Regions from separate parts of the Danio rerio genome. Here region 1 is linked to region 2. The links are chromatin contacts, called in public HiCAR-type maps. All regions are on one chromosome and are shown on one strand. Each heading gives the region's core, a stretch centred on a gene start, on an enhancer-like site or on the middle of the called end of the contact. The rest is flanking DNA. Distances are from core to core; before and after follow the strand shown. Region 1 holds the start of gfod1 (glucose-fructose oxidoreductase domain containing 1). Region 2 holds the start of katnip (katanin interacting protein).

Evidence for each region. HiCAR-type assays count read pairs that join an accessible place to other places.
Region 1: a HiCAR-type map of caudal fin shows a contact between it and region 2, with 6 times the contacts expected there. The contact joins the promoter of gfod1 here to the promoter of katnip in region 2. A contact is called at or near these places in 1 of 18 Hi-C or Micro-C datasets (hematopoietic stem cells) and 1 of 4 datasets of contacts at active chromatin or transcription factors (caudal fin).

Annotation. Positions count from the first base shown.
Region 1 is chr24:43,486,147-43,490,231 of GRCz12tu, forward strand. It overlaps gfod1 (glucose-fructose oxidoreductase domain containing 1), which reads right to left and starts at 2,792. Exons shown (of 5, transcript XR_012399598.1): 1 at 2,117-2,792.
Region 2 is chr24:43,251,727-43,256,199 of GRCz12tu, forward strand. katnip (katanin interacting protein) reads left to right here and starts at 2,206. Exons shown (of 28, transcript XR_012399560.1): 1 at 2,206-2,277.

The sequences.
Region 1 (4,085 bases), core at 1,542-4,041, 240 kb after region 2:
GATTTTATTGTGCTCAAATAAGCTTCATCTAGAGGCCTTTGCCTTTCATATAAGACACTTCTGATACCAAATGATCAACTAGAAGTCAAATCATTATTTGCTGTTCCTAAAACTCGGATAGGCGACAAGACTTGTATACGGCCATTTTTTAGCTATTTCCGCATGCAGGGTGATGTGCTGGAGAATAATACTGCAGTCTGTGGATGGTTCCTGTCTGGGGTTATTTTGAGGTGATGTTCCTGATCCCCAGAGTTGAGTAATTCTCACTGGTTATTTCTGACCGTTATTGGACACCTGTAAACGTCAGTCTGCCCGTCTCCACAACTGACCACACAACAGCCTCACAGAACCAAAACATGAGTGAGCAATGGGCAAAAACACAACATTAAACTCCTGTCTCCACCTGCTAACATGCATTCAGATGAGGCTCTTTCATTGAGATTCCTCTCATGTCATTACACTAGACCAGGGGTGTCCAAACTCGGTCCTGGAAGGCGGGTGTCCTGCAAAGTTTAGTTCCAACCCAAATCAGACACAGCTGGGCTAACTAAGCTCTTAGACTTTCTAGAAACATCCATGCAGGAGTGTTGAGGCAAGTTGAAGCCTAAAATTGCCGGACACCGGCTCTCCAGGATCTGCACTACACAGCACTACTGAATGAATGGATGAATCCATGTGAAAATATGATCAATAGATATGTTTCCATCCCACGACGCAAATAAGACTTATGCACAAAACTTAAACATTGCATAACATTTAAGAATAAAGCAGCGTTTCCATCCAATGACTCGAGTTTTGGTCTTTATCTCTACAAAAAGGTATTAATGGGTAATTTAATAAATAATAATAATACTCTGTATATTTACTGTTTACATTAGGGTGAGGGTTGAGTTTAGAATTGGGGTTAGTAAAATACAATTTAATGTGTACTTTAATAAATAATATGAATGACACTGGGTATAATTAATATTTTTTTATCACTGTGAGGGTTGGGTTTAGGGTTGGGGTGGGAGTAGACGTTAATAAACTACAATTTAATGGATAATTTTATAATTAATATGAATAATACTCAATATAATTACTGTTTTTACATTACTGTGAGGGTTGGGATGGGGTAGTAGACATTAATAAAATAATACTTAATGGGTAATAATTTATTAAATAATATGAACAATACTCTGTATATTTACTGTTTTTACATTACTGTGAGGGTTGGGATGGGGTAGTAGACGTTAATAAAATACAGTTTGATGGGTAATTTATTAAATAATATGAACAATACTCTGTATATTTACTGTTTTTACTTTACTTTGAGGGTTGGTGTGGGGTAGACGTTAATAAAATATTATTTAATAGGTAATTGTATGAATAATATGAATGACACCTGTCATGACTACTGTCTTTACATTACTGTGAGGGTTGGGTTTAGGGTTGGGATGGGGTAGATATTAATAAAACACAAATTTAATGTGTACTTTGATAAATAATATGTATGACACTCGGTATAATTAATGTTTTACATTACTGTGAGGGTTAGTGTGGGGTAGATGTTAATAAAATACCATTTAATGAGTAATTTAATAAATAATATGAATGACACATGGCATGACTACTGTTTTTACATTACTGTAATGGTTGGGTTTAGGTTTGGGGTTAATAAAACACAATTTAATGTGTAATTGTATAAATAATATGAATAATACGCTGTATATTTAGTGTTTTTACATTACTGTGAGGGTTGGGGTTCGGGGTTAATAAAATACAATTTAATAGGTAATTTAATAAATAATTTGAATAATACTCTGTTTAATTACAGTTTTACATCACTGTGATCATGATGGTTTGGTAAATAAATAATTCTTGTTTGCTTCCCACCGCAGCTGTATCCCTTTTAGCAACAAGCCCTTGAAAGTCTGCAGAAACTGTGTGTTTCTGTTTCTCAATGTGCATTAACTGGACAGAAAGCACTATTATGATGCAAGCACTGATGATGCAAGTGTGTGATATTGTCATGCATTAAGAAAAGCCACACCTAACATGAAAACAAGATCTGACAAGCGCCCTGCAGCATTGAGCAATGCCTCCAGATGAAGCATGAGGAAAACAGCGGGCTCACCCAATGTCTTGACGGCGATCTGTCGGGTGAGCGGCGGCGGCAGGTTGATGCACACCAGATCCACATCCGGATGCAGCAGCACGTCATCGATCCGGTTGGTGTAGAAAGGCACGTTCATGTCGCGCGCGAGCTCCTCCGCCTCCTCCTGCGTGCGACCCCACAGCGCCTTCACCGAGAAACCCTCGCCCTTCAGCAGAGGGATGATGACCCGGGCCGTCAGGCTGGTCCCGAACACACCCACACCGGGCAACATGACCGGACAGAGGCTCACACAACACCTGAGGCTGCGGGACACCCGGCGGGCGCGCGCTCGAACCCGTGCACGGCGATGACCATTGCGTCCTCGCGCTTTATTAACGGCTCAAATTCAAAACAAATGAGAAAATCAACAACTATTCATTCAAATGAACCAGGATGAAGGTGATAATCCAGCCTGCAAATATTTAAAATCAATATACGCGATGATGATGATGTAATATTAACGTTATATCTCCACTGAATCCTCCGCGTCGGTTTCCGCGCGTCGCGTTCATTCGGTATCATCATCCGGGGTCAATATGAGGCGTTGAAAATGATATCTTGAATGATTAAATGTTGCTGTAAGCGTCTCCGAAGCTCTCGGTATCAATATTGCGATCATCTACTGCGGCCGGTGCAGAGTTCCGCCCTCTCCGTTAACTCCTTCACTACCGGACGCTTTAAATACTATGGCGAAGGCTTTGCGCGAGAATATTAATATCGCAGGGTGACGTTGGAGAAAGCGCACGTTCTGATTGGCCGTGAGTATGTGGGCGCTGGGGGAGTTGGCGAATTGTGTGTTGACAAAGGCGGGGTTTGGGAGTATTTATTGCGTTACGTAATAGGACGCGGGAAGGTTACCTAGCAACGTCAGCATGGTTTAATGCGTAATATTTGTAAGCAAAGCCTACGCCGTAGTAGGAGATGAGAGACAGCGAAATCTGCACAGCGCGATTGATCACAGCGGGACTCTGAGATCACGATTATTCCCTTTAAAAAGATACATTAAATAGAGCGCAGTGAGGGATATATACATATATATAATTAAATAATATTTATATTTAACAATTATTTAACCTATAATGTTTATAATAAATATCAAAATTCTTGACTGGAGAGACTAACTTATATCATCAAAGGCAAGCAGAAGGACTTTATCTTTGGGAACCATATATGAATATTATGTAAATTGTATTTGTGAACATGTTTTTTTATTTCTATTTATTTATTTTTTTTTGTATTATTGTTTTTGTCATGCACATGTATATATTGATTATTATATTTTTTACCTATGCTATTAAAATGTGTATATGTGTGTATGTATATGTGTATATACATATATAAGAAGGGTGTAGATATGTGCTGTGTAGGCTGCATTGTTGTTGTATGCCTAGTTAATGGGGAGAAAAGGGAAAACAATCAATAAACATAAGGAAAAAAACATATTTAAATTATTCATATTTATATTAGAAATTAAATCTCAAACATTAATAATAATAATAATAATAAAATAGTATTTTTATTTTTATATATATGTGCAGTGATGAAAACACAATAACCTTGAGAGATCAGAATTTATAGTTGTTTAAAAATATTTTAGAAATTAAATAGAGCACAGTAAGGAACTAAAGGCTGATTATATATATTTAAAATAAAATTAACATTAAACAAATAATGTTTACATTTACCTACGTTTATATTTAATCATTCACTCATTTTCCTTCAGCTTTGTTCCTTTTTTTAATCTGGGGTTGCCACAGCGGAATGAACTGCCAACTTGTCCAGCATATGTTTTACGCAGGGGATGCCCTTCCAGCTGTAACCCAGTGTGCTGTGAAACACCCATACACACTCATTCACACACACACACTACACTACAATACACTACAGCCAATTTAGTTAATCAATTCCCCTATAGTGCATGTGTTTGGACTGTGGGGGAAACCCACGC
Region 2 (4,473 bases), core at 956-3,455:
TTTATTTTTTTATTTTAATATACTCTCACTGGCCACTTTATTAGGGACCCCTGTTCAACTTTCTAAGCAGCCATTCACATGGCAGGAACTCAATGCATGTATTAGGCATGGTCAAGACAATCTGCTGCAGTTCAAAGTGAGCATCAGAATGGGGAAAAAGGTGATTTTAAGTGACTTTAAAGGTGGCATGGATGTTGATACCAGACGGGCTGGTCTGAGTATTTCAGAAACTGCTGATCTACTGGGTTTTTCACGTACAACCATCTCCAGGGTTTATAGAGAATGGTCTGACAAAGAGGAAATATCCAGTGAGCGGCAGTTCTGTGGGCACAAATGCCTTGTTGGTGCCAGAGGTCAGAGGAGAATGGCCAGACTGGCTCCAGCTGATAGAAAGGCAACAGTAACTCAAATAAGCACTCGCTACAACCGAGCTCTGCAGAAGAGCATCTCTGAACACACAACACATCCAAGACCACACCGGGTGCCGCTCCTGTCAGCTAAAAACTCCTGTTGAATTGAGGCTACAATTCACACAGGCTCACCAAAACTGAACAATAGGAGATTTGATAAACGTTGCCTGCTCTGATGAGTCTCCATTTCTGCTGACACATTCGGATGGTCGGGTCAGAATTTGGCATAAACAACATGAAAGCATGGATCCAACCTGCCTTGTATCAGCGGTTCAGGCTGGTGGTGGTGGTGTAATGGTGTGGGGGAGATTTTATTTGCACACTTTGAGTTCATTAGTACAAATTGAGCATCATGTCAACGTCACAGCCTACCTGAGTATTGTTAAGTCCATGCCTTTATGAGCACAGTGTACACATCTTCTGATGGCTACTTCCAGCAGGATAACGCAGCATGTCATAAAGCGTGAATCATCTCAGACTGGTTTCTTGAACATGACAATTTCACTGTACTCAAATGGCCTCTACAGTCCCCAGACCTCAATCCAATAGAGCACCTTTGGGATGTGGTGGAACGGGAGATTTGCATCATGGATGTGCAGCCGACAAATCTGCAGCAACTGTGTGATGCTATCATGTCAATATGGAGCAAAATCTCTGAGGAATATTTCCAGTATCTTGTTGAATCTCTGCCATGAAGGATTAAGGCGGTTCTAAAGGCAAAAAGGGGTCCAAACTGATAATAGTAAGGTGTACCTAATAAAGCAGGGGTGTCCAAACACGGTTCAGCATATTTTAGTTCCAACCCCAATTAAACACCTGAACCTGCTAATTAAGCTCTTTCTAGGTATATTAGAAACTTCCAGGGAGGCGTGTTGAAGGGAGTTGGAGCTATGCAGGACACTGGCCCTCCAGGATTGAGTTTGGACCCCTGTAATAAAGTGACCGGTAAGCTTATTAATCTTATATTATGCAGTAAATTTTCATCAAACGTGTCTTAATATACTGGATGAAATATTATTTTATTTTAAAGCTCTTGTTAGTACTTATCACAACCTATGATGTAGATGCATGTACAGATTTATGAATGATTGTCATGCCAACAAATATTATTTTATTTGGTTATTATCAAGTCAAGTTTATTTGGTTAATAAGACATGATTTTTTCTTAAAATTTCATTCCTGTGAATCTTTGTAAAATATCCTAAATTATTACATATTTTTCGACAAAGTTGCATCGTTTTATAGGGAAAGCGACAAACAACAGTGGTCAATATTTAGTATGATCAATGGATTTGATGTCTAAATATGATTATTTAGTTTGTCTTACACCACAGACTTCTTCTAACCAAGCAAATATTGAGATAAAGGATATCATTTGGTTTAAACAGATGTTTTTATGAATTTGATATCTATTTTTTTTCATCCTTTCATCAGGTAAGCTGAATCTTTGAGGGTGACTTGAGAATACTTTTAATAGTCTTCTATAGCCTACCTTTATACAAGAAAATTAGCGTGTTGATATATTTGTCGAACTAATATGTTGCAGTCGGACATTTGTATGGAGCAAACGTTTAATGTTGACTTCAGCTGTGTGGGCGGATCTTTAATTTTAGGAGTTGTGTTGTGATTGGAGAGCGATTCACCTGGATACAGCCGCTTCACCACGGCTTGTGGGCGGGCCCTTTTCCGTACTTCACCCCTGTGAATGGTCAGTTGCGTTGTAGGGTGGGCGCTGTGTGTTGGAAACGCGCTGTGATTGGTCAACATTCCGCCTAGTTACAAGCCCTCAGCCAAGGCATCATCAACAACAACACGCAGACACTCCTGCAAACAGAAGGGCTATTTCAGCGGAGAGATGTCATGGACTGTAAGTAAATTTCTTACACGTGTATATTAATGTTTTTATCATTAGATAGCAGAGCGAATATGAATATTTAGGTCATAAAGTTTAATGGCGGGGTGGGTCTGTTTATATATATCTATGGTGTGTGCTGTTAGCAGAAAGGCTAACGTTAGTTATCAGCACGAGCATCCGTATTAGATCTGATTTGATCTGTATTATCGAATTGTTTAGCTAATATTAGAGTTTAGACTAGGTTAGATTAAGTAATACTGAGATTCTCTAAGCTTTATGAGATAATTAAAACTAGAGCTGTACATTGATATTAATAAACATCATAAATGCACGGTTTATATTATTAGAAGTGTTAAAAGTCATTATCTTTATTAATTATTTACACTTATATAGTATTAAGTAGCTTAGTTCTTAACTATGATTGAGATGTGCTGTGATATTTCCCTTTAGAATTATGACTCAAATATTAATGTTGTATAAAATATATTCACACTTTACACGAAGGTTTTGTTAGTCAATTTTAATGTATTTACTAACACAAACTAGTTATGAACAATATGTGTACATCATTTGTTGATCGTACTTAAACGTTTATTATTGCATTGTTAAAGTCCAAATTTATACTTATTAACATTAATGCTAACAATAAACACCTTTATTTCCATTAACTAACATTAACAAAGATGAATAAACATGGTATTAGATGTATTCATTGTTTGTTCTTGTTAATTAATACAATAACTAGATATTCAGCAGAAATCTTTACATTTTTATCACTGACTACCTGACTAAAGTCTTGTCTTTGATCCCAGCTGGAAGAGCAGCAAATAATAACTTGACTTCTAGTTGATAATTTAGAAAAGTGTCAGAAGGTGGATTTTCCCTATGAATCATCTGTTGATCTGCATCCCAATCATCACTAATACTGCAGAAAACCTACTGGAACCCACATGGAGACTAGATTCTCATAGAAATCAGTCAAGTTTGGTTAGGTAAAAATCATGGTTTGGGGTCACATTCAGTATGGGGGCGTGCGAGAGATCTGTAGAGCGCATGGCAACATCAACATCCTGAGGTATCAAGACATTTGTGCTGCCCATTACATTACAAACCACAGGAGAGGGTGAATTCTCCAGCAGAATAGTGCTCCTTCTCATACTTCAGCCTCCACATCAAAGCTCCTGAAAGCAAAGACGGTCAAGCTGCTCCAGGATTGGCCAGCCCAGTCACCAGACATGAACATTATTGAGCATGTCTGGGATAAGATGAAGGAGGAGGCATTGAAGATGAACACAAAGAGTCTTGATGAACTCTGGGAGTCCTGCAGGAACGATTTCTCTGTCATTCCAGATGACTTTATTAATCAGTGATTTGAGTCATTGCAGAGATGTATGGATGCAGTCCTCCAAGCTCATGATGGAGTCAGACACAATAATTATTCTGTCTCCACTGCAGCAGGACTTTATATTCTATACTGGACATTATTTCTGTTCAGTGATGAGACTTTAAGCAGAGTCAGACCTTACTGTCCTAATGAAATCATTCAAAATCAAGGCATGATCATGTTTTATTTTAGTCAAATGAGCGTCATCTAGAGGCCTTTGCCTTTTATATGAGCCACTTCTGATACCAAATGATCAACTAGATGTCAACTTATTATTTACTGTTCCTAAAACTTGGATATGTGACGACTTTTGTCAGGTAGTGTATATAAACGTACAAAATAATATCTAATGTGTGTATTAAATTTGTAACTCTACATTTATTAATGAAATGTTTTGTCATGATAATAGTTGGTGTTGGTGAAATGGCAGTAAATAAAATGATATGATATAAATACAATGACCAACACAACCTTATTGTAAACTGCTGCGCAAATATGAACACTTTGTGAGTGTTATATAGCTTTTGATTCAGTACATGTAGGTTTAGTCAAATAGATCTGTTACAGCACGAATACACCGATTTATTCACCGCTTTACATGAATTTCTGAATTGTGTTTAGATTGCTGTCATGTGCAGTGGACACCTGACAGAAACACAAGCTTCATTGAATAACGCTCTTCACAATTATTAACAGATCTCCTTCATTTCCTGATGTAAATCTCACACTTTTTCTTCTTCTTCCAGTCTTTTCCTTCTCTTCATATTTCACGCTTCTCTTTAGTGTCCAGATGCTGTGATTGAGAAACAGTGCAGATTCTGTAA